Linked DNA regions of Mus musculus: regions 2, 3, 4, 5, 6 and 7 are each linked to region 1. Evidence: chromatin contacts called from public Hi-C, HiChIP or PLAC-seq and promoter capture Hi-C data. All regions are on one chromosome and are shown on one strand. Each heading gives the region's core, a stretch centred on a gene start, on an enhancer-like site or on the middle of the called end of the contact. The rest is flanking DNA. Distances are from core to core; before and after follow the strand shown.

What was found. Promoter capture Hi-C pulls out the DNA fragments that hold promoters and counts their contacts. A called contact is a pair of places that touch in the nucleus more often than the background predicts. HiChIP or PLAC-seq counts read pairs in DNA pulled down with a chosen protein or histone mark. Capture Hi-C pulls out chosen DNA fragments and counts their contacts.
Region 2: an HNF4G HiChIP or PLAC-seq map of pancreatic cancer cells shows a contact between it and region 1. The contact joins the promoter of Hs6st1 here to the promoter of Lipt1 in region 1. A contact is called at or near these places in 3 of 39 promoter capture datasets (erythroid cells, liver and pre-B cells), 2 of 484 Hi-C or Micro-C datasets (neutrophils and regulatory T cells), 1 of 115 datasets of contacts at active chromatin or transcription factors (pancreatic cancer cells) and 2 of 9 other capture datasets (adipose tissue and liver).
Region 3: a contact with region 1 is called in a promoter capture Hi-C map of adipose tissue, with 2.4 times the contacts expected there. The contact joins the promoter of Rnf149 here to the promoter of Lipt1 in region 1. A contact is called at or near these places in 1 of 39 promoter capture datasets (maxillary cranial neural crest), 1 of 115 datasets of contacts at active chromatin or transcription factors (thymic regulatory T cells) and 2 of 9 other capture datasets (adipose tissue and liver).
Region 4: a contact with region 1 is called in a promoter capture Hi-C map of liver, with 7 times the contacts expected there. The contact joins the promoter of Cnot11 here to the promoter of Lipt1 in region 1. A contact is called at or near these places in 3 of 39 promoter capture datasets (the C10 cell line, liver and pre-B cells), 1 of 484 Hi-C or Micro-C datasets (CD4 T cells), 1 of 115 datasets of contacts at active chromatin or transcription factors (astrocytes) and 1 of 9 other capture datasets (adipose tissue).
Region 5: a promoter capture Hi-C map of liver shows a contact between it and region 1, with 4 times the contacts expected there. The contact joins the promoter of Arid5a here to the promoter of Lipt1 in region 1. A contact is called at or near these places in 2 of 39 promoter capture datasets (liver and pre-B cells), 2 of 484 Hi-C or Micro-C datasets (CD4 T cells and embryonic stem cells), 2 of 115 datasets of contacts at active chromatin or transcription factors (pancreatic cancer cells and regulatory T cells) and 2 of 9 other capture datasets (adipose tissue and liver).
Region 6: a promoter capture Hi-C map of neutrophils shows a contact between it and region 1, with 8 times the contacts expected there. The contact joins the promoter of Kansl3 here to the promoter of Lipt1 in region 1. A contact is called at or near these places in 5 of 39 promoter capture datasets (the C10 cell line, embryonic stem cells, liver and 2 more), 1 of 484 Hi-C or Micro-C datasets (CD8 T cells), 1 of 115 datasets of contacts at active chromatin or transcription factors (astrocytes) and 2 of 9 other capture datasets (embryonic stem cells and liver).
Region 7: a contact with region 1 is called in a Hi-C map of regulatory T cells, with 7 times the contacts expected there. The contact joins the promoter of Rpl31 here to the promoter of Lipt1 in region 1. A contact is called at or near these places in 6 of 39 promoter capture datasets (the 3T3-L1 cell line, the C10 cell line, hippocampal neurons and 2 more), 4 of 484 Hi-C or Micro-C datasets (CD4 T cells, CD8 T cells, liver and 1 more) and 1 of 9 other capture datasets (adipose tissue).

The regions. Positions count from the first base shown.
Region 1 is chr1:37,870,358-37,874,014 of GRCm38.p6, forward strand. Lipt1 (lipoyltransferase 1) reads left to right here and starts at 1,862. Exons shown (of 2, transcript NM_001037918.4): 1 at 1,862-1,968.
Region 2 is chr1:36,066,541-36,070,197 of GRCm38.p6, forward strand. Hs6st1 (heparan sulfate 6-O-sulfotransferase 1) reads left to right here and starts at 1,860. Exons shown (of 2, transcript NM_015818.2): 1 at 1,860-2,644. The coding sequence starts at 2,118.
Region 3 is chr1:39,575,277-39,578,933 of GRCm38.p6, forward strand. It overlaps Rnf149 (ring finger protein 149), which reads right to left and starts at 2,071. Exons shown (of 7, transcript NM_001033135.3): 1 at 1,551-2,071. The coding sequence starts at 1,998.
Region 4 is chr1:39,533,936-39,537,592 of GRCm38.p6, forward strand. It overlaps Cnot11 (CCR4-NOT transcription complex, subunit 11), which reads left to right and starts at 1,766. Exons shown (of 7, transcript NM_028043.3): 1 at 1,766-2,402; 2 at 3,481-3,645. The coding sequence starts at 1,904.
Region 5 is chr1:36,305,793-36,309,449 of GRCm38.p6, forward strand. Arid5a (AT rich interactive domain 5A (MRF1-like)) reads left to right here and starts at 1,941. Exons shown (of 7, transcript NM_001172205.1): 1 at 1,941-2,044. The coding sequence starts at 2,041.
Region 6 is chr1:36,367,494-36,371,150 of GRCm38.p6, forward strand. Kansl3 (KAT8 regulatory NSL complex subunit 3) reads right to left here and starts at 1,688. Exons shown (of 22, transcript NM_001310513.1): 1 at 1,612-1,688; 2 at 276-541. The coding sequence starts at 490.
Region 7 is chr1:39,365,959-39,369,615 of GRCm38.p6, forward strand. It overlaps Rpl31 (ribosomal protein L31), which reads left to right and starts at 1,893. Exons shown (of 4, transcript NM_001252218.1): 1 at 1,893-2,297. The coding sequence starts at 2,191.

The DNA of each region.
Region 1 (3,657 bases), core at 612-3,111:
TGGGAGATATGAGTTTCTGACCTGGATCTTGGCATGGAGATCTTGAGGCATAGTGGTTACGAATCCCAGGAGACTAAGGCAAGGAGATCTCTTGAGTTCAAGGTCAGCCTGGGACAAAACAAGTCCCAGATCCAGGTGTGGTGGTACACACCTTTAATCTGCACCACACCTCATGCTGGAGACCTACATAAGGACATTTGAAGAAGGAAGATTCGCTTCTCTTTGCCTGCTTGTGTTTACTTGCCAACACAACTGTTTGAATCTACTAGCCTTGTGGGACTAAGCAGCTACTAGATCCTTGGACTTCCCATTCACAGCTGATCGTTGTTGGGGAGTTGGACTACAGACTGTAAGTCATCATAATAGATTTCCTTACTATAGAGAGACAGACTATAAGTTCTCTGACTCTAGAGAACCCTGACTAATACATTTTGTAACATACATACATACATACATACATACATACAGATTGATTTGCTGTATAATGTGTGTTATCTCAGCCTTAATATGGTGATTAAATGAAAGAAGCCCATGCTAATACCTTTAATCCCAGCACTTGGAAGGCAGAGGCAGAAAGCTCTCTGTGAGGCCAGTCTGGTCCACATAGCGAGTTCCAGGCAAGCCTGCCTTACAGGGGGAGACCCTAACTCACACTCAAATAGAAGTTTTAAGAAGAGCAGACAGAGCCAGGCATGGTGGAGCACACTTTTAATTTCAGCACTCCAGAAGCAGAGGCAGGTGGATCTCTGTGCATTCAAGGCCAGCCTGGTCTACAAAATGAGTTCCAGAACAGCCAGGGCTACACAGAGAAACCCTGTCTTGGGGATTGGGAGCGGGGGAGGAGACAGAATAAAATGCAGGAAAGGAGAATTGCCATCACCAGAGGACTATAAAGCAGGTTAGAGTGTTATTGGACATTCCAGTGGAGAAGCTGAAGAAGTAGAAAAAGAGGATAACTGGTCCAAAGACAGACATCTTAGAGCAGACAGTGGAGAATGAAGGAAGGTCATTGAAGGAAATTAAAACAAAACAAAACAAAAAACAAAAACAAAACAGAACAACAACAACAGAAAAAAACTGTCCCTTCTCAGATTTCAAAGAATACAATATAGAAGCAGACTACTAATTTAGGAGCCCTACTAAGGGCAACACAATGTGGGGCTATTTTGATAACTAGCAAAATTCCTACAATGACGAATGGAAAAGTATCCCTTCCCACCCTCATAATACCATCCAGCTGAAGACTGATCTCATCAAAGTTGCAGTAACAGACAGGAGTCCTGTCTGTGGTGCAGCTAATTTATATACCCTGAATTAACTCTGCTCATTTACTGCGTTAGCAGTACCAGGAGGCAAGGCTGGAGAGGCTTCCATTCTAACTGAAGGAGGAGAGACTGGTTTCTGTGGAAGAGCGAGGAATGACCACAAATTCTTTGGGCTCTGCTCATCAAGAAGTGGGTCCGTGATCTCATTCCTTAACTCTAGTCTGGCTTTGTTGTTCCTGGGGCCATAGGAATGCGGTTGAAGCGCTTCCAAGTGCCTTGAATCGAACCGCCCCAGCAGCTAGACAGCACCTCCTGAGTGTGAACAGACCATTTTGGACCACACAGTTTAGCCAACTCTTGCTGAAAGAAACCAGCATAGGAATCACCCAGCTCGTCTTTACATATTTTGGTAAGTGGACTTTGTCCTTTCAATGAATCTAGTTCTAAATGCATTGGCCTGAAGGAAATAACCTTAAAAATATTTGCTTCTATTTCAGGCTTAGCCACGACCTCCTGGGGGTGTGGCTTATCCAGGGGGCGAGCTTTACGGGGGCGTGGCCTCTTGAGGGCGGGTCTCTTGGGCGGGGCTGGGGAGGACTCCCCAGCAACTGCGTCTAGAGGGCTGAGTGTTCTGGGTTCCACGTGGGTTGATTGAGTTTTAATTTGCAGAAAAAGCTGCTGCGGGCGCGACCGGAAGTGGCAGGTGAGTGAAGCCGGAAGCAGTTCCAGTGAATTCTTTGCGGGTTGTGGAGGCACACGCTGAGCAGGAGTGGGTGCTGCGGAGAGCACGCGTGCGTCCCATGGGCCCCTCCTATTGGTTCTGAAAGCTCTGCAGATTACACCTGGTGCTCCGGACGTAATTTCATTATTGGGAACAGTTGATTTCTAATACGGCGTAGGGTAAACTAAACAAGACATTCAGTGCTAGTCGCGTGCCTGCTCCCGAAGAGTAAAGCTTGCTTAAAAGTTCGTAATCACTTCCAGGTTTGGATCGCGTTATTAGGAGGATAGCAAATAGTTTTGGTAAGGCCTTGTGAGGAAGGTAGGCCTGTAGTTAGGTCTTGCTTTACACTCTGTCAGGGAGAAGCATGTGTTGGCAGTTGCAGAAGTGTCTCCCAGAGCATGGAAGTAAGAGCCTCCTGAGGAAATAATTATAACACCAGTAATGAAGATGAAAGCAGAGAGCTGGGGGTGGATTGCTCGGCGGTACAGTTCAAACCTAGACTGAGTGAGTTCCATCCCTTGCTCAGCTAAAGCTGTTAAAATAGAGTGTAGTTGGGTATATCAACCACATCCTAGCCCAGGCGCCTACAGAGGAGTAGGTGGCCAACACAAAACAAACTCCACGGGCTTTTTTTTTTTTTTCTTTTTTGGTCTTGTCTCGTTGATCTTTTACTTATTTTGACTTTAGTTTTCATAGGTTTTGGTTTTTTAAAGAAAGAACATAAAGTTGGGTGGATAGGGAGGTGGTGGGATCTGAAAAAAACGGGGAGAGGAAGGAACGTGATCAAAATGCATTGTATAAAAAGTTTTTCATTTAAAAAAGTAAAATATGGGTGTGGGTCGCTATGCAAAGTAACACTGTAGAAACAGAATTCTACCAGGTTTTCAAAAGTTAGATTGTTTCATTTTGTCTGTCAGCTACAGTCTGTCTCAGAAGGTATGTCAGGCCTTCAACCCAGAGGCAGAGGCAAATAGATCTCTGTGAGCTCAAGGTCAGCCTGGTCTACAGAGGTAGTTTCAGGAGATCCAGGGCTACACACTCATCGTGTCTGAGGGTGGGGAGATTGTGTTCTGATAACTAAAATAATTTGTGATACGATACATAATAATCATTTAGTTTAACTCCTTAAAATGACTCACGTGTAACTATTTTAGTAGTCCTATTTAAACATGACTCACACAGATTTACAGTCTTTATTCTGGCAATGTGTCTCCCTTCCCTGTGACTCTTGTCACCTTTATGTAGTTCACTGATGAATCCCAACTGTCAAGGACAAAGCATGCCTTATAGTTACTGCAGACTCTGTCAGCCATTGGCTGGTTAATTGTGGACCATAGTTAATGTATCAAGGTAAACTCCAGTTTGACATATCTTTTAGGAATCCTTGTACACTTGAAAGAAGACATGTTAAACTGTCAAAAAAAAAAATGGATTGGAAGAGAAGACCTTGAAATCACAATTATTTAGGTTCATCTCATGTGCTCTTGAATTCAGTTAAAGGCAACTGGATCAGATAGAGATTAAACTACCGGTCTAAAGCTATTCAGTTAGTTGCAAAGCAAGCATTAAAATGTAAAAGCAACTATTTTACCTGAACCTCTATATATGTTAATAAGTGTGACTATTGTCACCTTAGGAGAGGATGTCACAAGGTCTTTTTCAAATCCC
Region 2 (3,657 bases), core at 610-3,109, 1.8 Mb before region 1:
AAACATGTCCTCTCTCTCTCTCTCTCTCTCTCTCTCTCTCTCTGTGTGTGTGTGTGTGTGTGTGTGTGTGTGTGTGTGTGTGTAGGACAGAGGACAATGGACAACCTTGGATATTGGATATTGTCCTTTGAGAGGTACACCTTAGTTTCTGAGACAGTGTCTCACATTAACCTGCTGCCTTATAGGCTAGACTGGCTGGCTTGCAAGCCCCAGGGATCTGCCTATCTCTTCTTCCCCAGCAGTCCTGGGCTTGCAAACACAGGCCAAGTATCCCTGGCATTTTATACCTGGGTTCTGGGTACCGAACCCAGGTCCTGAGTCATGCACAGCAAGCACTTTACCAGCTGAGCCCAGTTTCTTCACATTCCTGACAAGTTGGATATAAGTGTGTCTGCATTCTCTCCTGATCTCACCGTTTGGGAGGGCTTTCCTCTTAGCTCTTATTTGTGTGTGTATGTGGGGTGGGGTGGGGGTTCAAGACAGGGTTTCTCTGTGTAGCCCTGACTGTCCTGGAACTCTCTCTGTACACCAGGCTGGCCTCGAACTTAAGAAATCCGCCTGCCTCTGCCTCCCAAGTGCTGGAATTACAGGCATGCACCACCACTGCCCAGCTGCTCTTTTTTTTCAAGTCTTTTTTTTTTTTTTTTAACTTGCAGTCAATGCTTTGGACCACTATTGCCACCCCCTCCCCTTCTCTCCACTTTTTGACCCACCCCTTAGCAGGACAGATCCAGGGCACTACCCAGGGGTACTTGCTGTGGGCACCTGAGCCTGGCCTGGCAGTGGGAGCACCTCCCAGAGGCCACTCTGGCCTGAATCCAAACACCCAAGCCCCTCCCAGCTACCCTAGGCTGTGGAACTCTGCACAGGTCATTTCACTCCCCACCTCCAGTTGTTCTGGCCGCCTAAGTATAGCTAGGGGCCCAGTACAGAGTACAACATGGGCGACGGGACCTTCCACATGTTATAGGCTGCATAGATTACTACTAGAGCCTCCAACTTGCAGCCTAGGGCCCAGGCGACCCTCCACTACAGGCAGAGCACCAATCAAGGCTGCAGATACTGCTGCCAATGTAAAAAAAAAAAAAATCACGAAGGTTGGAATTTTAATTTTTTTCTAATGTTGGTTCACTATTTTGTTTGTTTGTTTGTTTGTTTGAGTATGACCAGGATCAAAACAGGGCACACTGGGCGAGAGGGACAAATAAAGCTTGTCCTCTGGTCTCTGCACACATTTCGGTTTATCTTCAACTGAGGGCTTTGGGTCATTGTCCCAGTGCCTCCAGGGGACTGGTGATATCCACGTAAGAGCCGGATCCATGCCCTTAACGTCTCTCTTCCTTCCCCACCCTTACTGGTAGTCCTAAACCACCTGGTGGTCCCGACTCCCAGCGCTCTCGAACTTGGAACTTCCTATCCTTCAATGTGAAGGTCAAAGCCTCCGTATTCCCGTGGGAGACAGAGAGCGCAGGTAACACAAACTACCATAACCAGAGAAGGTGAAAAAACTCGGGCTCCCAAACCCAGGACCAATGCCCAAAAGAGCCACCCACTCGTAGGCTCGGGACAACCCAGTCGCCACCCACAGGTCTGCGAGCTGGATCCAATGCCCTTTCCGTAGCGACCGGCGTTGACAGTGTGAGAGACACGCGACCCGTCGCCCAGCTCTGGCCTGTGCCTGGGCCTCCTCCGGCCCCGCCCCTCCCCCAGGGCGCTCCAGAGGCGGAGCGGAGGATCGGAGCGGGCGGCGACAGCAAGAGGCGCCGCGAGGGCGGGCCAGGGGCGGGCCGGGGCGGAGCCGCGACGAACTGCGGAGACGCGGCGGCGCACGGGGCGGTGCAGAGCGTTCTCGGCGCTGAGCTTTGCGGGCGGGTGCGGGCGCGCGCGGCTGCGGGGCGCTGTGGCGGGGGCCGGGCTGTACGCTAGCCGAGCCGGGATCGGGGCGGGGAGCAGCCACGGCGCCGCCGAGGCCCGGGGCCCGCGACGCTGCGCACAGCCTGGGCGCCGAGTAGCCGGGCCGGGCCGGAGCGCGGGCGGCGGTGGCGGCGGCGGTGGCGGAGCAGCTGCGCCCCCCGCCCTCCCAGGCCCGGCGCCCGGGCCGCTGGCGATGGTGACACATGCGGCGGCGGCGCGCCGGCGGCAGGACCATGGTTGAGCGCGCCAGCAAGTTCGTGCTGGTGGTGGCGGGCTCGGCGTGCTTCATGCTCATCCTTTACCAGTACGCGGGCCCGGGGCTGAGTCTGGGCGCGCCCGGTGGCCGCGTGCCCCCCGACGACCTGGATCTCTTCCCCACGCCGGACCCACATTACGAGAAAAAGTACTACTTCCCGGTGCGCGAGCTGGAGCGCTCGCTGCGCTTCGACATGAAGGGCGACGACGTGATCGTCTTCCTGCACATCCAGAAGACCGGCGGCACCACCTTCGGCCGCCACCTAGTGCAGAACGTGCGCCTCGAGGTGCCCTGCGACTGTCGCCCGGGCCAGAAGAAGTGCACCTGCTATCGGCCCAATCGCCGCGAGACCTGGCTCTTCTCTCGCTTCTCCACGGGCTGGAGCTGCGGGCTGCACGCTGACTGGACCGAACTCACCAACTGTGTGCCCGGTGTGCTAGACCGCCGCGACCCAGCAGGTCTGCGTTCGCCCAGGTGAGCGCCCGCTGCGGGAAAGTGTGATGGCGGGGGGGGGGGGGGGTACCCCTAAGCCCCGGGCCAGATCTGCCCTCTCCTCTCTTGGGGCCCCTTCCAGTCTGCGGGATCCCAGGATTCCCATCTCATCCTTCCCTACACCTGCCACTCCTGACCTCTGATCCCTCTTTTCACCCTCTGTTCCGTGCCTCTCCTCGCCACTGGCCTGTCTGCGCAGTGCCCAGACTTCCTCCTGGGTCACTGCCCGCTGCTCTCTGTCCACCCTACCTGCTATGCACTGCGGGCTAGCCTGAGAGATAAACCTCGGGGACTAGAGGTCCAGGCTTGGCTCTAGAGGCAGAAAAACAGGTGTGTCTCTGTGTGCATGTGTAGCCCGTACCCGTCTAGTACTAAAAGTGGAGCAAGAGAAATGCGGTTCCTCTTCCTGTGCACCTGTGGTATCTCCAGGCCCTCCGGTGCCTGCCAGCCTGGGGAGGAGCTGCCAGGAAAGGGGTGGGCTCTGCCTGCCGGTGTGTGCAGGTAGAACAAAGGCCCGTGTGACCCAGACTGAAGTCGGAGAGAAGGCAGCACTACCTGGCCTCCCCAGCCACAGAAGTGGAACAAAAGCCTCCAGTTGAGGACTGACTTCCCTAGAAATCTATCCACCGGCCAGGTTAGGGATAGCTGAGACCGTCAAAGCTACTTGTAAAGCCAGGGACCTCCCAGCAAGGCCCATCACTCTCCTCCTTGTCTGGGGATGTGAGTGAGGGCCAGCCCCTCTGAAAGCACTTTGTAAAGTTGAGATTGTAGCCCTGTTTCTGTTGGTGCCCAGTGATCCTCCTGGGATTACCTTCTTCCTAACCCGCCCCACCCCACCCCAGGAATTAGGGCTTCTAGCCTGCCTTTGTTTCTCTTCCATATTTGCTGTAGGACTGAACTTACAGAGGAGCTAGGAAGTGGGTGTGGACAAATTTTAACTGAAGTCGCTATTTTCCTTGGTACACTTGGGGCAGGAAGGTGCTGGCTCTCCTGTG
Region 3 (3,657 bases), core at 821-3,320, 1.7 Mb after region 1:
TCCCTCCAAAGGAAGATTCTAGTCAACATGATTGAGGTGTTTTCCTGGGTCCAGATAAATTATATGTCAACAATATAAACAAGAAAGATTGCTGAGCCATGTTTAGAACAAGAGGTGTCTGCTTGGTAGGATGTCAATGTCATTATCAAAAAATGCAGAAGGGTAGAGTTAGAAAATTGTAGGGTAATGAGCTTGTCACTGAAAAGAAAACGGTCTACATTAGATGTGCGTGCATCCACACATGTACACACCCAACATCGAGGAGTCACACCGGCCTATCTTCGCTGACAGAACTTAACTTGGGAACATATATCTGGGATGCTAGGATCTCTCAGGAGCCTTGTGGAAAGATGGTGTGTGGACAGTGACAATTAGGCTGATTTGCAATCAGCGGACTAACTGCCTGAGTCAACACCACCGCAGGGACATCGGTCTATTCTCACCCACCACCGTGGTCCACAGCCAACAAACTCTTGAGTTCTTAAAGACCCGACTTCTCTGGACATTTCTCCATTCTAGCAGATTACTTTCACACCATTTCAAGTGTTCCTTACCTTCTCTTACTTCACCCTGCTATGCTTCTGCAATTTATACCCATTTCTCTCCTAATCTGGAGTCAACCAAGAAAAAAAGAGTTGATCTGTACTCGTAGCTCACTTCCTTGTCATCAAATGGCCATCATTCCCAACCGCGTTAAAAAAAATGGTTAAACCCAAGGTCACTTTTCTGTCTTTATAAGCTCTGTGTCGCATGCACACCAAAACAGAACGAGAACAAAAATGCAGTACAGGAAGAAAGATGTCTTAGCTAGTAGCAGAAACTTAAAAACCCTAATCACAGGAAATTCAGAATGAGTCAACCGTGTGATGCCTAAAGCTAATGTGATCTTAGAAGGCACAAGAGAAACACAATCAAATTCTGGGTCCCCGGAGAGAACTCTGTCCCAAGGATGACATTTTGCAAACTCATCCTTGTCTGTCCCCTGGAACAGCGTGTTTAGAGGTGGCCTCCTGACAGAGGTAGCAAGGCCTTTCTTTCCTTCAATGAAAACAGTTTAAAAAAAAAAATTCATCTGAATTCAAACTGTCCAAACCAGGAGCTAGTGCGATCACCCTACATGCGTCGAGAGAGAAACTACAGCAAGAAAACCCAGGTTTTTTGATCCAGGGTTTTGAAAACACTCATATTCGCCTCATCGAGAGGAAGAAACCACATCGAGTAGCCACTTTAGGTTGGTGAAGAGACAATGCGAGCCTGGCGGCGCCAGCCGTCCACTCCTACACACTCTCCACTCAACCAACTTTGGGAGTCCGTGAGCCGACCTTAGGAAGCGACCCGGGTTCGGGAATCTGTAGAGTTACTGAACTCCGTAGGACCTGCCACCGGTGTGTTTGCTACTCCCCGGCCGAGGGCCCTTCCCAGCTTTCTCACCCTCCCGAGGTGAAGCTCCGATCCTGCAGCGTGTGCACGCACTTCCCTCTCCACACCACCCGGGGAACCACCAGGCTCGCCCCGGCCGCGGCCAGCGGCCCAGCGCCCGGCCTGCTCACCCGCGTGAGACATGGGCTCGGTGGCGTTCCCGTTGCTCTCCAGGTTGTAGACCACCACGGCCGAGGCGTTCCTCCGCGCCGCCGCCAGCACCTTGTCCTTGAAGGTGCAGCCGCCTCGCGCCACCAGCGCCACCCAGGGCGCGTTGCCGAGGGCGCCGGGCGCCACGAAGCGCGTGTCGGGCGCGCAGCCCTCCGCGGGCGCGGGCGCGCGCGGGACGCCCACCAGGCCCTGCCTCTCCTCCCGGAGCGAGCTTTCTCCGAAGCGGCCGCTCTCCGACACGCTCCACACCGTCAGGTTCGACTGCGGGTCCACGTATTCGATGCTCACCATGGCCGAGTACCACTCGAGCGCCCCGCCGCCCACCCCGGGAGTACACAAGGCCAGCGCCAGCACCGCGAGTGCGTCCCGGGCTCCCACGCCGGCCGCGGGCCGCCGCCGCGCCGCCATGGCCGCCCGGCCGGGCTACTGAGGAAGAAGAGCGCGAGTCAGAACGAGGCGACTCACTCCAGGCTGGCCCACAGCTTTGAGGAGACGGCGGCGGCTCGCGAGAGACCGCCGAGCGCGGCGGGGGCGGACCCGCGGCGCACGCGCACCTGGAGGGGCGTGACCGGGGCGTGGCGACGGAAGGGGTGGGGCCCTGCCCGCGGGCGTGAGGAGTGCGCAGGCGCCAGGGTCTGTGCCGCAGGGCTGTGGGCGGCCGAGCTGAAGCTTGCAGATGCTGCAGAGAGTTGTGCAACCCTGCTGCCAGAGTCCCCAAGTCTGGGGAAGTTTGTGCGCTCCGGGTCGGCCAGCGTGGGACTGCGGTTGTGTAAAGTTTCTCAGAGGGTGGAGTTGACTGTGCAAGGCACGCGGCAAAAGCCTGGCTGCCTAAACCACTTAAACAAACAAGCAAACAACAACAAAAACCACTAAGTCAAGTTGTCCAGATGCCTTTTGTTACAAACTCTGTAATATATTAAATTCTTTGTTGCTCTTTTCTCAATGGTTGCCTTCGAGCCCTTTCTTCCTTCTCCTTAGTTTATGTGTGCCTCTGTTTGGACGAAGACGAAGGTGCTACATTAATCAAAAGGGGGGAAAAAGGGGAAAGGATTTGTTTGGAGGTAAATGGTGGCTGATAGATAGTCCTTCGACAACACAGTGGGTGGATACTTTCAGTGTACCATTAAAAGATCCTGAACACACTAAACATAGTTAAATGCAAGTATGGTAACTCTGCTCCGGTAAAATCTTGAGTAGAGCTGAGATTTGAGATGCTCTGGTAGATCAACCCCAGCGAACCTGAAAGGTATTTCCTTTGAAGAATGTGAAGTCTGACTAGACCCGAATAAACACAGGAGATCTCTCCATAACGCTGAGGAGACATCACACCCGAGTTACCAAATATCAAAAGACATTTAAAATACCTCTTCATATATGAGCTACTGAATATCAAAATGTATTTAAACCTAAGAAGTGGACACTTAAGTGATGGACTTAATGCATAGCTATACATTGTTAGGCACTATTCTGAAGACATACACACACAGGCATATACTGTGACAGACCTTCAACTCATCCCTAAGCCTGACTTATATTATCCTTTTTATCTGAGGGGCCTCAGGTCACCTCACAGATCTCTGTTGTATTGGTCAAACCAGTTTCTCCTGAGAACCAGTTCTATAAAGGAACACCAAGTCTTTAATTACACTGGACTTTCAGCAGAGGCCTGCTTCGATTCTGATGGAGCAACTGAACTCATGATTTCAAAACTCACTCACTATGCCGTTGTGCTGCCGCATTTCTGAACCATGTTCCCTGTGAGGCTTGCTCATGTTGTTTCCCCCTCTTTACTCAGTGTGAGCAAATGCCAAAAGTCCCCTTTGTGTGGCAATAAACTGTGTGATTCGTGAAATCATCGTCAGTCTCTTTATTTCTACCAAACAAACCACTAAGGAGCTGGAAATGAAGTTCAGGGCTTTGATTTCTGATTGACTCACTAGTCTTCCTTCTTTGTGCAAGAGTTTATAATTACAGGAAGTAGTTTGTTGGGGCCCAGACCAATATGTTTTAGGTTAGACCTGGTTCTTTTTATCTTTTGGATTGCATCTGTGGTATGAGACACAGCCT
Region 4 (3,657 bases), core at 516-3,015, 1.7 Mb after region 1:
CAGTGTACTCATATACATAAAAATAAATAAATCCTTTTAAAAGAAAAAGTCTGGGTTCTATAGGGAAGATCCTGTAGTGGAAGGGTAGCCCACCCTCTAGGCTGCAGAGTTCAGGGTAGAGAGAGGGGTGTGCCAGCCATAGCCTGTCAGGTAGGAACTGGGGGTGGCTGGGAAAAAAACAGGCTGCCGGGTTAGCTTTGATATGTTAATATGCATCTCAGCAGGGAGTCCCAGTTCGAAACTTAATAACAATTAAGGAAAGGTGCAGCTATAAGCCAAGGGATACCAGGGTCTTTGGATATCACTGGAAGCTAGAACAAGACTTGGAAGAATTCTCCCCTTGATGCTTCAAAGGTGAATGGCAGAATTGATATAACCCATTCCAGACGTTCAGCCTCAGGAAGGGAGAGGAAGTGGGTTCTACAGTGAAAATGAACTCAGTTTGTGGTAATGGCAGAGAAACCCTAGAAACAAGCCCAGTGGAAACAGGGAAGACGCTCTTGGTATTAATCTTAGTGGAAATCAGCTCTATTGGCGGGTAACGTGCTGTGCTCAAATACCTTAAAACATCTCGAAACACCCATACTGTACTAACATTTAAGTTATCAACTAACAATAAGTTATGACAATAACTAGCATGAGTGGGTTTTAGTATGATTAGTTGTCATAGAGCATCCAATGTAAAAAGGCTCAAAGAGAACATAGTTGACTAATTAGTAGTAGTAGTAGTAGTAGTAGTAGTAGTAGTAGTAGTAGTAGTAGAAGAGGTAATTTGAATCATTTGCCCCGTTTGGCAAGCTATATTTTCTGCTGATTGCAATGTTCATTGGCAGAACCCCTCCACAGGTTTAACAGTAAACTAAAGAGGCCTTTAAAATATGCGCCATACCCATCACCTGTTCCTGAAGATTTCCTTGAGAACTTCAGCGGTAAATAGAAAACTTTCAGCTGCCGAAGAGTTTTAGCACAGGGTAGCTAGCAGGTGACGCTGATGACAGTCGCTCGGTTTCTGTAACTCTAGAGTGGATACTAGTCACCACCGGAGCATAGGGGTGGGGAGCGGGCAGCGGTGCCTTTGAAACAGATCACAGGGGACCAGGTCCAGGAGGCTGGTATGTAAAGAAATTTCCAGGGTTTTCCAGTGTTCAGCCAAGGCGTCCAGAAAAAGTGCCCTAGGGCAGGCTAAGGAAAAAGAAGCACTGCAAACGATTTTGTAAACGAATATTTCTCGAGACAGTTTTCTCAGATTTTTTTTTTTCTTTCTTTTTAGACCAGGCTGGCCTCGAACTCACAGGGGTTCGTCTGCCTCTGCCTCCCTGGTGCCGGCCTCGCCTAGATTTTTGTTCACATAACCAAACGTTTATGTGCGGTACGACCCCATCTCTGAGAATACGAGCAAGGCTCGAAATTTAAACTGTTTCTGAGAATCCTGTTTTCATTGGTATTTACAAGAAATGAGCCGTCAAGGATGCTCTATCAGACCAGTTAGCATCTAAGACCTAGTTTCCAAATTATAACTTAGGCAATATTGACTGGGCAGGTTTGGCGCCACCCTGTCACCCAAGGATCGCTTCTGAGGGCTTTAAGGGCAATTAACGGCGGTCTCTACATCACTCAGGCAGGGAAGGACCACTCGGACAGCTCAGAGACCACGCGGCCCCGCCCTCCACGGCGCCCCGCCCCCTTCCGGACACGGCGCCCCGCCCACTCGCGTCTCCGGAACCTCCGCTCGGCCAGCGTCGTCGGTCTGTCGGCCCTGTGTCTCCGTTCCGCTCGTCTGACTTAGGCACTGTTTTTGTTTGCGACGCTGTCGCGGAAGGGTGCGCTTTACGGCCGCGGGAGGACGCAGCGAGTCGGCGCCTTGGGCCTCTCGGCCGGGAAGCGGGGTAGGCGGGCGAGGTTGATGCCCGGCGGCGGGGCGAGCACGGCGTCTGGCCGGCTTCTCTCCTCAGCGGATCCCAGAGGGGCGCGGGAGGCAGCGGCGTTCCGGAGCGGCCCGGCGGGCTCGAGCGGAGGCCGAGGCGGAGCAGGCGGCCCTGGGCCAGGGATTGGAGGCCCCGCGGGCAGGATGAGCCTGACCCCGAAGGAGCTCTCGAGCCTGCTGAGCATCATCTCGGAGGAGGCGGGCGGCGGCAGCACCTTCGAGGGCCTGTCCACCGCCTTCCACCACTACTTCAGCAAGGCCGACCACTTCCGCCTGGGCTCGGTGCTGGTGATGCTGCTGCAGCAGCCGGACCTGCTGCCTAGCGCGGCGCAGCGCCTCACGGCGCTCTACCTGCTCTGGGAGATGTACCGCACCGAGCCGCTCGCCGCCAACCCGTTCGCGGCCAGCTTCGCGCACCTGCTCAACCCGGCGCCGCCCGCCCGCGGCGGCCAGGAGCCCGACCGGCCCCCGCTCTCAGGTACGTCCCGCAGCCAGCCGTGCGGGCGCAGCCAGCTGTTCTGGGGTGGGGGTGGGAGGGGGGTCGTCAGCTAGGGACATTCAGCCTCCTTGGAGGGGATCGACCCTCCCTCCTTTTCCATACTTTCTTTCCCTAAAATAGGGGAGAGATAGAAGTTGCAAGTTTTGTTTTTTTGGTTTTTTTTTTTTTTCAAATTCACTACACTCCAGATGATCCCTCCCAATCGAAAAAGCCAACACATCGTACAAGCCCACAAACGGGCTGGACATATTTTAGTATGCCAGATACGGTTCATTCTTGATTGTAAGGTCCTGAGGTATGCGAAGTTACAGCCAATGGCACTGAGTTTACCCCCTTTTTAAGCCTCCGAGTAAAGAAGTCGGTATTAAGAACCTGAGGTTGAAGTCCACATCACCACAATATCTAAAGTCTTTGCAGCCAACTCCTTGGTTAGCTGTAATGTCGCGTGAGGAGAGGATGAAGTCGTTTCTAATTAACCATTCAAAGATGCATGTGTCCTGGGCAGTATTGTGGAATGTTTGCTTTTGCAGCATTGCTAAGATCAGGCATAGATTACACCTGAGGATGCGCCCCTAAATTTGGTGCTGTGGATGGAACCCAGGGTCACTTCCTCTATACCATGAGCCTCGTCCAGGACTCTGGGACAGCTGTACCACTCACAGGCTGACATACATGTACATATGTACATATATATAGATATAGAGATAGAGATAGAGATATAGATATACACACACATATACATATATATATAATTTTTAAAGTATGTTTAAATTTGTAGGAATCTAAGTATTTGATAACAAAAAGTTCTCAACAGCTATTAAAACCTTACGTTTCATTGACATTTCCATAGATCACAGAATCTCAAGCGATATATTTGTTTATGGATTACTATGTGTACTAAGTGTGAATATTCAATCAGCTGGAACTCAGTTACATTTAGATCATAAGAATAGCTCCACGTGGCAAGTAGCAAAGTTTCCAGTTAACTTTTAAAGTTAAATTTTAAAACTTTACCAGTACCCATTGGCGAGAAACCGGCATGCATTCTTATTTGCAGGGTTCCTGCCTCCTATAACTCCACCAGAAAAGTTTTTCCTCTCCCAGCTCATGCTGGCACCCCCAAGGGAACTGTTCAAAAAGACACCTCGCCAGATTGCCTTGATGGACGTTGGAAACATGGGACAGTCTGTGGACATTAGCGGCCTTCAGTTAGCCCTGGCAGGTGAGGGAGGGC
Region 5 (3,657 bases), core at 691-3,190, 1.6 Mb before region 1:
TAAAAAGAAAACAAAAACAAAAAAAAACCCCACACACATTAAACAAAGTTACATGTTTTACCATACCATGAATACATATATTTATGAAAACAAGTAAGGAGCATTCCAAAAGACTATCCAATCTGATAAGGAGAGGGAGGGAACTGGATTTGGAGCGGAGTCAGAGAGGACTGATTTATTCTCAATGCCTTTTCCAGGAAGAATGTATTTATGCATTAATGGTGTTTTGTTTTTCTTCTGGAGGCTGCCAGAGAGACAACCAAACCATGGAAGCACTGATGAATGCTCACGCTATCCTGAGCTGGTGTTCTATGGATGGAGAGTGATGGAGGGCGGTGGCTGTGGGCTGGGGCAGGAGTGTGTAAAGCTTGAGCAACTGAAGTGTTTGTGCTTTTAGGAAGGCAAATGGAGGTATCATTCCTCAGCAGGGTTTATTGGCTGTTGTAAATTACTTTCTGTTGCAAAGAGTTGCCTCAGGAGACAATTAAATTTAGATCTTATTGTTCGCAGGTTGCCCGAGACAGGTGTTGACTTGCTGAGGCTTTGCACAAACAGCACTGCCTGAGAGTGAGCTCTCCTGCCTGGACGGTAGGATCCTCCTTTTCAGAGGTCGGATTAGCTGTGGCTTTGAAAGGTAGTGAGTGCCTCATTGATAGATGTATCCAATCCAGGAGGTAGTGGATGGTCTATACTGCAACACTGAAGGCAGCGTGCAGATCTCCATACCTAACCTGGCACTGTAGCTAACCCAACCAATCGACCCTTACCAAATGAACACAGTGACTAGAAGCCTGTGAAGTTTCCAGGTGGTATCTCTTGGTAGATTGCATCTCTGCTAGAGTCTTGGATCTCTTGGGGTGGACTGGGGTTTGTAATCTTGGATGTGGGAGGCACTGTTACAATCATTGTTCTGCTCGTTATTCTGAGCAGTTAATAAATATCAACCACAATATTGCCTGTTACCAGATCGGCAAGCACTGGTTTATTACAATTATCCACCAAGCTCACTGGTGTCTGCTCCAGGCTGAGCTTGCAGATCTGCCATTCCAGAGCTTATGGATAAAGCCCAGAGGGTCAAAGTCATCAAATGCAGACTGTCCATTTGTTCAGTGTGAAGGGGAACACTAAAATGTTGGGGGCTAACTATGAAGCCTTCCTCTGTGCCCCAATTCTCTAGCCCTACCACCGACCAGTAATATGAGCTAATTAATCACCCAGGCCTGTTTTGCTCTATATAATGAAGATAATGATGGTATGAAATGCACCGAGCTGTATGAGTATTATAGTTAATCAACAGAATTTGATTCCGGGGATACTAACTACATAATAGGAACAGAGTTCGAGTTCAAGCTAATAAGGCTTTCTGCTTTTAAATCTCAAGTTTTAGCGTCATCTTCTATAACCCACACGGGTCCAAATGACTGTTCTCTCTACTAATCTTGTCCACATTCACCCTCAACTCGTTCACTTCCTCTTTGCACGGTCCATCTTGTGGCTTTCACTCAGTCTACATGACATATGTAGACATGGGCATTTTGGGCATTAGGCCTGGACCACAGACTTTCTAGATTGGCCTCTGGTAGGCTAACAGTACTTACTGTGTAAAGTTGGAAAGGATGGAACCGGCCAGGACCACTTCAGGTAAAAGCCAGAAGCACTTTATTTAACCCCACCCAGTCTTTGGCAAGCTACAAAGAGCGGGCAGTTTTTCTAAGACTCTAGTTTTGCCTCTAGGGAAACCAACAGACATGCGACAGCAGTTGATTCTTGAGTTTCTTACATCAGCCCCTAGCTGCAAAGTGGGCGCACACTACAACTCCCAGACGTCCTCGGGTCTAAGGGGGCGGAGTCTGCTCCGCTCTAGAAAATAGGATTCACCAATGGGCGCCCAGAGCGCTGGGGGGGGGCGGGTCCATGGGCGGGTCCGCGGGGGAGGAGGCAGTCGAGCGGCGCCGGTAGTCAGTCGCGCCGAGAGCGCTGGGACAGGACGGCTGTGCGTGTAGAGGGTCTCTGCATAGCGACGCGCGCTCTCGCTGGGCCATGGGTAAGCGGCTGGCGGGCGGCGCCGGGGTCAGAGGGCTGGGGTCCCAGAGCGATCGTGGCTCTCAGGGTAACCCGAATGTCTGCGTGCTCTCTTCTCGTGGAAAGTCGGGGCGGCCAGGGGCTTCCCAGGCGTTTATCTCGAAACTCTCCTCTCCGAGTCTGGACTGAAATTCACTGAGCCGCCCACACTTCCTGCTGCGGTTTCAATCTCGAGCTGCTCTGGGCCCATTTGTTGTGACAGCTGTCAGCAGCAGCTTCTCGGCCGCGGGCCCCTCCCTGCCCCGTGCCAGCCCAGCGCTTCGCTTCTCAGAAACCGAGGCGCCCGGGCCGCGCGCAGCGCTTCCCACTGCGGCCGCGATTCCTGAAAGTGACTGCGCGGGTTTTGAAGAAATTGCTCAATGCGCTTTGAAGAATCAACGGTTCCTCTTTTCTGCCAAGGGACATGCTGATGGTTTGACGGTCACACGCTTCAGATCCCCTGCTCCTTCTCTCTTCTCTTTCCTTTTTCTTTTTGTTTCTTTTTCTTTCCAACCCCCAGCAGGAAAGACGGTTTCTTTTTACCCGCCTGATCTTCTGAGTTTCCCTCTTTTCCCTCGGGTCTCTTCAAAGGGACAGGGTGATGGCCCTGGACTGGGGGTGTTTAGTGGACCGAGGGCAGAAGCTCAGGCTGCCAGAGTGCGACGAACAAGTTTGGCTTTGCTCTTATTGCGAACTAGGGGCACAACCACACCACCGATCTGTGGCCCTTTGCACTCACTACCCAGGCGTTGCTCCCTGGCCGGGGTCACATCCCACACCTAACCCACAGGCACAGTGGGGCCAACCGTAGGCCGGGAAGGCCTCAAATTAATCCCAAATTGTGCTGCTCAGGCTGTATCCCCTAGTTTGCAGAGTCTTTCATTTCAGATGAGTGTAACAGGTGCTCCTTGCCCCGCCCCGCGGGCACTGCTGGGAATTGATGCAAATCTAAGGATCTCAGTGTCTAAAGAGGATGGATGCCTGGGCAGGGGAGGGTGAGGAATGTTAAGCTAGAGGGTCTGTCTCTACAGCAGTTAGTGTCCTAAATGACTGCTTGGCCTAGAACTTGAAGTGACAGAGGCAGAATGGCCTAGAATTATATACCCCACCCCGTCTTCTATTACAGAGAAACTGAGGCATAGAGACAGACTAAGGTCTGACAGTGAGGGAGGACCAGGCTTCAAAAACTCCTTGCTCTTTCTCTTCTTTCCTAGTGGCCTTCCGCTGCCCTCGGTGGGAAGCTGATCTGTAATGATCTAGATTGCCTCTTGGACGAGTGTAGCAGGCACCGTGCTAGGGTGAGGAGAGGAGGAGAAAGGAAAAGTGAGGTCCGGAAGTTCCCTGTGTAGGGGTTTTGGCCTTCTGTTGAGTCAACCTCTGCAGCTTGTTTCAGCATAGGTGGGGTGGGAAAACCGGAAATGATACATAGAGAGAGCAATTTTCATCAAACGTATGGATGAAGGGTGGGGCGGTGAAGACTCAGTCCTCCCAGGAGTAGGATCTCTTGGGCTCTCTCAGGGCAGTTGGAGTCTGGAATCTCATACCTGGTGCCCCTACACCCCTCTCTGCCTTTATGCAGCCCCTAGGACTCTCAGC
Region 6 (3,657 bases), core at 438-2,937, 1.5 Mb before region 1:
CAAACAAACTAGATGCTGCAGTAAAGGGAAGAAGGAATTATCTAGTTACTGGGAACTAAGCAAGCTAGGCTGTTTTCCTTTGCGCATCTCCCTTTCCTAACTCATGTTTGGCAATGTCTGTGTAGGTGTCCAACTTTGCCCTGCCGTTCTGATGCTGCTCATCCAAGCTCTCCATTCACCCTGCAGCCCCAATCACTCCTAAGAACATCTAAGCCCCGCCACGCATCACTTCCTTAAGAAGGAAACCCAAACTCACATGGTATTCTCAAACTCACATAGTATTCTCCTGCTGCCGACGGGGGGTTACAAAGAGCATGCGGGTGGGGCGGGCACTACTGGCATCTGGGTGGGCACTCCACGGTTTTGCATAGCTATGATCCAGGAAAACGAGGTCCAGTTCCCGCTCATGCACTGAAAGCTGGAAGAGCAGGGAGGTACCCATCCGCCGAGCTGAAGTCTGGAAGTCCCTCTCCCCACCCCGGTGGGCCATGTCAGTAGTCAAGCAGCCAAGTCAGGGTGTGAATATCTGCATGCTAGTCACCTGCAGTGAAAGGGGGCTTGTGAATTCAATAGCTTCCATTTCTCCCAACTTTCACTATCAAAACATGTCTTTATGCTCAGCATTCGATCTTTGATTATGCACATCTATGTGTCCTCCCACACCGCCACCAAACAGAACGGTGCCATACACAATTTTATAACTGTAAACTGACAAGACTCCACAGTTCACAAAAACATGACCTTTGCAATTGCCAAGGCGTGGTGACGCACGCCTTTAATCCCAGCACTGGGGAGGCGGAAGCAGACGGATCTCCGGGAGTTCAAGGGCAGCCTAGTCTACAGAGTGGGTTCCAGGACAGCCAGAGCAATATATTGAGATCCCATCTCAAAAACAAAAACCTAAATTTGCTGGGCAATTTTCTTCCTGGGTGGTAAAGGTTTTTGCAAACCAGAGGGATCACAAACATGAATTCATCAAAAGCTAAAGGTCCCTACTTTTCGTCCCCTAAACAGGACGTGGGCAGGGCTGGTCTGCTCGGGTGGCCCCAGCACAACAGGCGGGCACCGCGGGCCTCCAAGCTTCATTGCTTTGGGCTGAGGTCAAGGGGACTCTCCTAGGGTCACGCTCCACCAAAGGTTTGCATCAACCTCATGGTACTCCGGAGTTTTGGGAAGAGAAAAACTAGAGCCCGCCCTCAGCCCGGCCGGGCCCTCAGAAGGCCTCTCCTCCTTCGCCCTCCCTCGGCGAGGCGCCCAGCAAACGGCCCGCTCCTCTGAGAGGTTCCCGCCACGGAACCGCAGAACCTCAAAACGGCCCACCCGGGCGGCGGCCCCGGAGCCCGGACGACTCGGCCAAGGTCATCCCGAGTTCCCGGCGAGGAGGAGCCGCCCGGCCCCACCTCCCCTCCCGGGGCCCTCCTCGGCCTCGCGCCTCGGCCGCCCCAGCGCCGCGTCTGCCTCCCGCGCCCCGCCCGGCCGGCCCGGCCTGGCCCGCGGCTTCAGCCCCCGACCCCTCATGCCCGCGGAGCCCCGAGGGCTTCTCCGAGCCCGCCGCCCAACGCCTGGAACCCCACGGGCCACCACCCGCGCCGGGGCAAAACCGCGTCTCACCCGCAGTTGTCGGCCGCGCGCTCGCCCGAGCCGGACCCCAATGCGCGTGCGCCTTACCTCCCGGCGCCTTGGGCTCTGAGGAAAACGCGGAAGCAGATCGCTCTCCCGGAACCGCGCGGCGGCGAGCGGCAAAGCCCGGAGCGGATCCGCGCCCGGGACCTGGCTAACCTGTGGGGAACGCGGAAAGCGCGCGCGACTCCCGGGGCAGAGACGTTCTCCCTCTGCGTTTTCTGTGGGAAAAGTGAGGACAAAGAGCAAGATAGTTCAGACCACCCCAGCGCTCGGTGTCCCCTTCCCTGTTACAGAGCTGGGTTCAATTTGCAGTGTGCGGGTGGGGTTTATTTCAGCCCATCGGGGTTTATAATCCTAGCACTCTCTGGAGGCTGAGACAGGAGGATCGAGGTGAGTTCCAGAACAACCTGAGCTACACCATGACACCCTGTCTCAAGACCTCAAAGCAAACCAGAGAGATGGGGAGATGAAGAGAGGGAGGGAAAGCTTTGCAGAATGTTGGGATACAATTCTAGGGCTCTGCGGAGTTTAATAAGAAACTGGTACAGCTCAGACTAGGATGAGGTGGAAGATGAGGCAGAGGACAGATGTAAGGTTCAATTTTTTTTTCCCCCAGGTTTTTTTAATTAGGTATTTAAAAGGATCTTTACCAATCCTAAATCAGATAGGGGACTAATATCCAATATATATAAAGAACTCAAAAACATGGACTAAAGAAAACCAAATAACCCCATTAAAAATGGGGCTCAGAGCTAAACAAAGAATTCTCAACTGAGGAATACCAAATGGCTGAGAAGCACCTGAAAAAATGTTCAACATCCTTAATCATCAGGGAAATGCAAATCAAAACAACCCTGAGATTCCACCTCACACCATCAGAATGGCTAAGATTAAAAATTCAGGTGACAGCAGATACTTGCAAGGATGTGGAGAAAGAGGAACACTCCTCCATTGCTGGTGGGATTGCAAGCTTGTACAACCACTCTGGAAATCAGTCTGGTGGTTCCTCAGAAAATTGGACATAGTACTACCAGAGAATCCAGCAATACCTCTCCTGGGCATGTATCCAGATGTTCCAACTGGTAATAAGAACACATGCTCCACTATGTTCATAGCAGCCTTATTTATAATAGCCAGAAGTTGGAAAGAACCCGGATGTCCCTCAACAGAGGAATGGATACAGAAAATGTGGTACATTTACACAGTGGAGTACTACTCAGCTATTAAAAACAATGAATTTAAGGTTCGACTTTTAACTGCTTGGCTCAGCCTTTTTCTCAACTTTGAAATGTGCAAATGCCTAAACCCTGATTCACCAGGTTGCCAGGGGAATGCAGTCAATTATTTCTGCCACCTGTCAAGAGCTCCATTGATTTCTTGATGGCAATTACTATGAGCGACCCCCACCTCCCGGTCTTAGAACTCAGTGTTATTGGTTGTTTTTTCATTTATGGAGGGGATGGAGAGACAGGGTCCCATGTATCTCAGGCTAGGCTCATTCTAGCTATGCAGCCAGGGAAGACCTTGAATTTGGTTGATGGTTTGGTTCGATTTGGGTTTTGATTTTGTTTGGTTGGTTGTTTTTGTTTTGTTTTTGTTTTTGTTTTGTGTTTTGAGACAGAGTTTCTCTATGGAGCCCTGCTGTCCTGGAACAAGCTCTGTTGGCCAGGCTAGCCTCAAACACAGAGATCCGTCTTCTGCGCATGCCCACCACTTCCTGGTTGCCCTTGAACTTCTGACTCTTCTGCCCCTCTTCTTTTCAAGTGTCCGGATTATAGGCCTGCACCACCATAGAACACTGTTTTAAACACTCAGTTGCCATCCCATTTAGGCTTAAATAAGGTAGAGGGGTCGGGAAAATTAAGCTACAAAATGTTTCTAAGTGTACAACGACTGAAAATTAATTCAAGGGGTGTAACTGGCAGTTCATGACTCACATCCACAATGTCACTGCAGCCTTGGTTCTGAGCACACAACATGCACTTTCGCACGGCTCGTGCCATTTAGCTAGCTAGAGTGCCAACAAATCTTTCG
Region 7 (3,657 bases), core at 643-3,142, 1.5 Mb after region 1:
TGTGTCCCAGAAAAACCATGATCATACTGTCTGGAAAAGTACAGTGTCTTGGCTCAAGAGTCAAGATTGAATGTGACCTCAGTTTAAGATACTACAAACAAACTAAAATTGTAACACCTTCTGTCTCTAACAACTAAAATCCCCTTGTACAAACAACATTGTTGTCATTGTTAGACAAGGTATCACTATGTAGCTCTGGCTGGCTTGGAACTCCCTATATAGATCAGGCTGTTCTGCAACTTACAGAGCTCCACCTGCCTCTGCCTCCCACTGTGGAATTAAAAGTGTGTGCCACCACACCTGGCGAAGTGAAGCAGTTCCTAGTCATGACTTTGCACTCTTGCCAAAATGTCCTAGTAAAAATTTAGCGATATAAAATGGCTTTAATTTCTGTTCATGTTGTAGCTTGACGATCTCAAAGTCAGCCAGTAATATACTGAAAAAAATCTAATCTGAGTCATCTAGAGAAATGCTATTAGTGCTCAGATGGACTTCATATTATGGAGATAAATAGCCTTGCTTTTCTGTAGAAAAGCTCATTAGAAATGAGGCAGGGGAATTTTTTTTCCTTTTTGATTTTTTAGCTTAATCATGTGTGGACGGATATGTCTAGTTTATTGACTCCTTAAATTATTCATGTTTTACTTTTAGTATGAAGTCAGGAACTCACAGCCTTTTATAAACTCAGCTTTTCTAATTAACCATTATTTATTAACCATAACTAATTATCATTTCTTGCTCAAGTCAGCACACTCTGACTAGTGGGCTCCTCTGTCTTCTTGCTAAAGATCCCAAATTCACATTTTCATATTCTCTTTATAGCCCTTCCTCCCTCTCCCTCCCTCAGTCTCTACTCTCCCCTTCCCTCTCTCCTCCCCTTACTCTTGGATCTAGTCTCATTGTGTAGCCAAGACTGGCCTCTGTGTAGTCCGTCCTTAATTTGGCATCCTCTTGCTCTGCCTCCTGAATGCATCGCTCCAGACTTCCTTTTAAATTATTTTTGAGTGGCTCTGCTTGGGAGATTGCGTTGCAATTTTCTGAGCTCAACCCCAGTACCAATCAGCACTCCCATAGAACCCCTTCTGGTTTGGATTCTCTAAGAACTAGAACCGAGCCTGTCTGCTCCTTTCCTCCTAGCCCCACTGAGAAGTCATCAGATATTGTCAAGCGTGTTTAGCCCACTACAGTCAAGGATATCTCGAACTCCTGATCACCTAACTCAACCCACAAAGTTCTGGGATCACAGGTGTGCACCACCACACGTGGCTGTGGACACTATTTTCTTAAGAGAGAGAGAGCAGTTGCCTGTCCACCCCAAGTCTGACCTTTGGGGAATCCAAAGGCCCCAGCATCCCTTAGCCAAAGGAGGCAGAGACATAGGTTCCTTGTAAGATCGTGGAGTTTCTGCCTGCCTGTCTTCTTGCCTGTGAGATCCTGAAACTTGCTCATTGCTGAAACTCCAATAGACAGGCTATTCGGACATGTTTAGATTCGGAGATCTATTTTCTACGGACGTGCCTGGCATTTCCGTGGGCATTTTCGACTTGGAAAATAAATTCTTTTGTTGTCGTCTCGGTCATTCCGGGGACCTTCCGCCAAGCACAGTATCTAATAGATTAAACAAACGTAGAGTGAGTGAGCGAGTGCACCCGAAAAACTGGAGTATCTTCCCTCCCGGCCGGGCGTTCCGAATCCGGGTTCGGGTTGGGATTTAAATCCCATCCCGCACCTCCACTGCTCAAGGCAGATTGCAAGAAGACTGACAAGATCGACCCCGCCCTGGGCCCGCCCTGGGTCCGCCCCATGCCGCTCGCTCCGCCCCTGACGCGCGCTGTATTTACGCCCCAGCCTAACTCCTAACTTCCCTCGCCACACCTCTTCCTCCTCGCCTCCCCGTGACCCGGAAGTTGTACGGCTACGCGACTTTCCCTCCCACAAACCCTCGCGCCCTTCCTTTCCTACTTGGGCCCGGCAGAGTGAGTATGGCTGCGGGGTCGCGGCTCTGAAATCCGGCGCCATCCGCGCCCGGCGCGGGACGGGCAGGCTCGGTGGGGTTTGTCCCGCGCCGCGCGGAGGCTCTGCGGTCCGGGGCGGTGGGAGGACGGCCTGCGGGGTACGGGTGCACCTTAGCTCGGGCTTGGGCTTTCCCACTACCTGCTTAGAGCCTCCCTCCCTGTCGCCTGCGTCTAGATGGCTCCCGCAAAGAAGGGTGGCGAGAAGAAGAAGGGCCGTTCTGCCATCAACGAGGTGGTGACCCGAGAATACACCATCAACATTCACAAGCGCATCCATGGAGTGTGAGTACCGGGCGGGCGGTGTGGCCCGCGACCCCCTTCGGGCTCCGGCCGGGCTGGGCTGTCACCCGCGAGCCTTGCTTACAGACTGGGTGCTCTAGAGGGCAAGCGGGTTTATTCCGGTGTGGTTGTGTGTACGTGGAAGGTGTGCGGGGTTTGGCTTGCACGGCAACCGGCTAGGAAATGGAGACTGGAGGCTGTGATGGAGTTTGAGGGAGCGGTTAGACTTGGGGAAGGTTGGTGGTGCTAAAACGTGAGTTCTGGTAATCCGGACGTGTAAAAGGAAAGTCAGTGACTTGTACGCTGCAGGAAAGTGGCCGGTTACTACCTCAAGTGCGAAATACGATTTTTTTTTTCGTCGTCCGATTATACAGATTTGTGCAAATTCGGGGCAAGTTGTAGTAAAGTGGCGGTTACAGAGAGTGATTGCGGTCCTTATTTGTACACGACCTATCTGCATTTGCGTTCCAGCCCTAGAGCTTGAGTTCTTGGACTTGATGGTTTAGTATTTTCGGAGAGATTTTGCCGGGTTGAAATGTGTGTCTGCACCTAGTGGGTTGCCCCAAGGTCTTTGCCCGGTATGAATACTGCTGGTGGTCGGCCACGTTCCTTCCTCTATGGTTGGGCATATTAAGCACTATGAAGCACTATTTAGGCCTGTGACAAAGTGAAAGTAGGCCACAAGTTAAAGGTGGTGTGGGTGTTGCCCAGTATGTGGAAGGAAGAGTCGCTCTCAGGTGAAAGGTACTCTTTAAAAGCAGCCTTGAATAGAGCATTGTAGAAGCGAGTCGTACCCCCCCCCCAGGCCTTTTGTATTTTGTTGATAAGGCCCTATGTGAGAATCTCTAGCCTCCTTCATTCTTTGGTAATTTCTTGGTCCCCATTGTGGTGTAAACCAAGCCTCTGCTTTGTTCCACTCCTTGCTTTCCCTGTCTCATTCATTCGGGTAGTAGTTGAGCCCAGTGCTAGGTCTGCCCTCTGAGATCTACTCACTGACTGCGGCAGCCCCACTTTTTCCAATTCCCTAACCATAACATTGAGATTGCTCAGTGCTCCATCTCTTTCCTGGTCTTTGTAAGTGATACCACCTGACTGGTTGCTTGCGTGAGTTTTTTTCAAGCTAGCTGTGAAGTGGGTTGTCTGGGCACTAGAGACAGGCTGCGGGTAGGTAGAATAGAGAAAGCAGATGCTCTTTGTCTCACTTGGAGTGGACTTGACGGGTGTTGAACAGACCTGGGCTTTTTTGGTTGATTGGTTTTTGGATTTGAGGTCTTCCCACCCAGCCTCCATGTTGGGATCATTGGTGCGTGCACCATGCTCTAGAAAGGTTCAAGTTTTTTGTTTTTTAATAGCCCTCTATCAT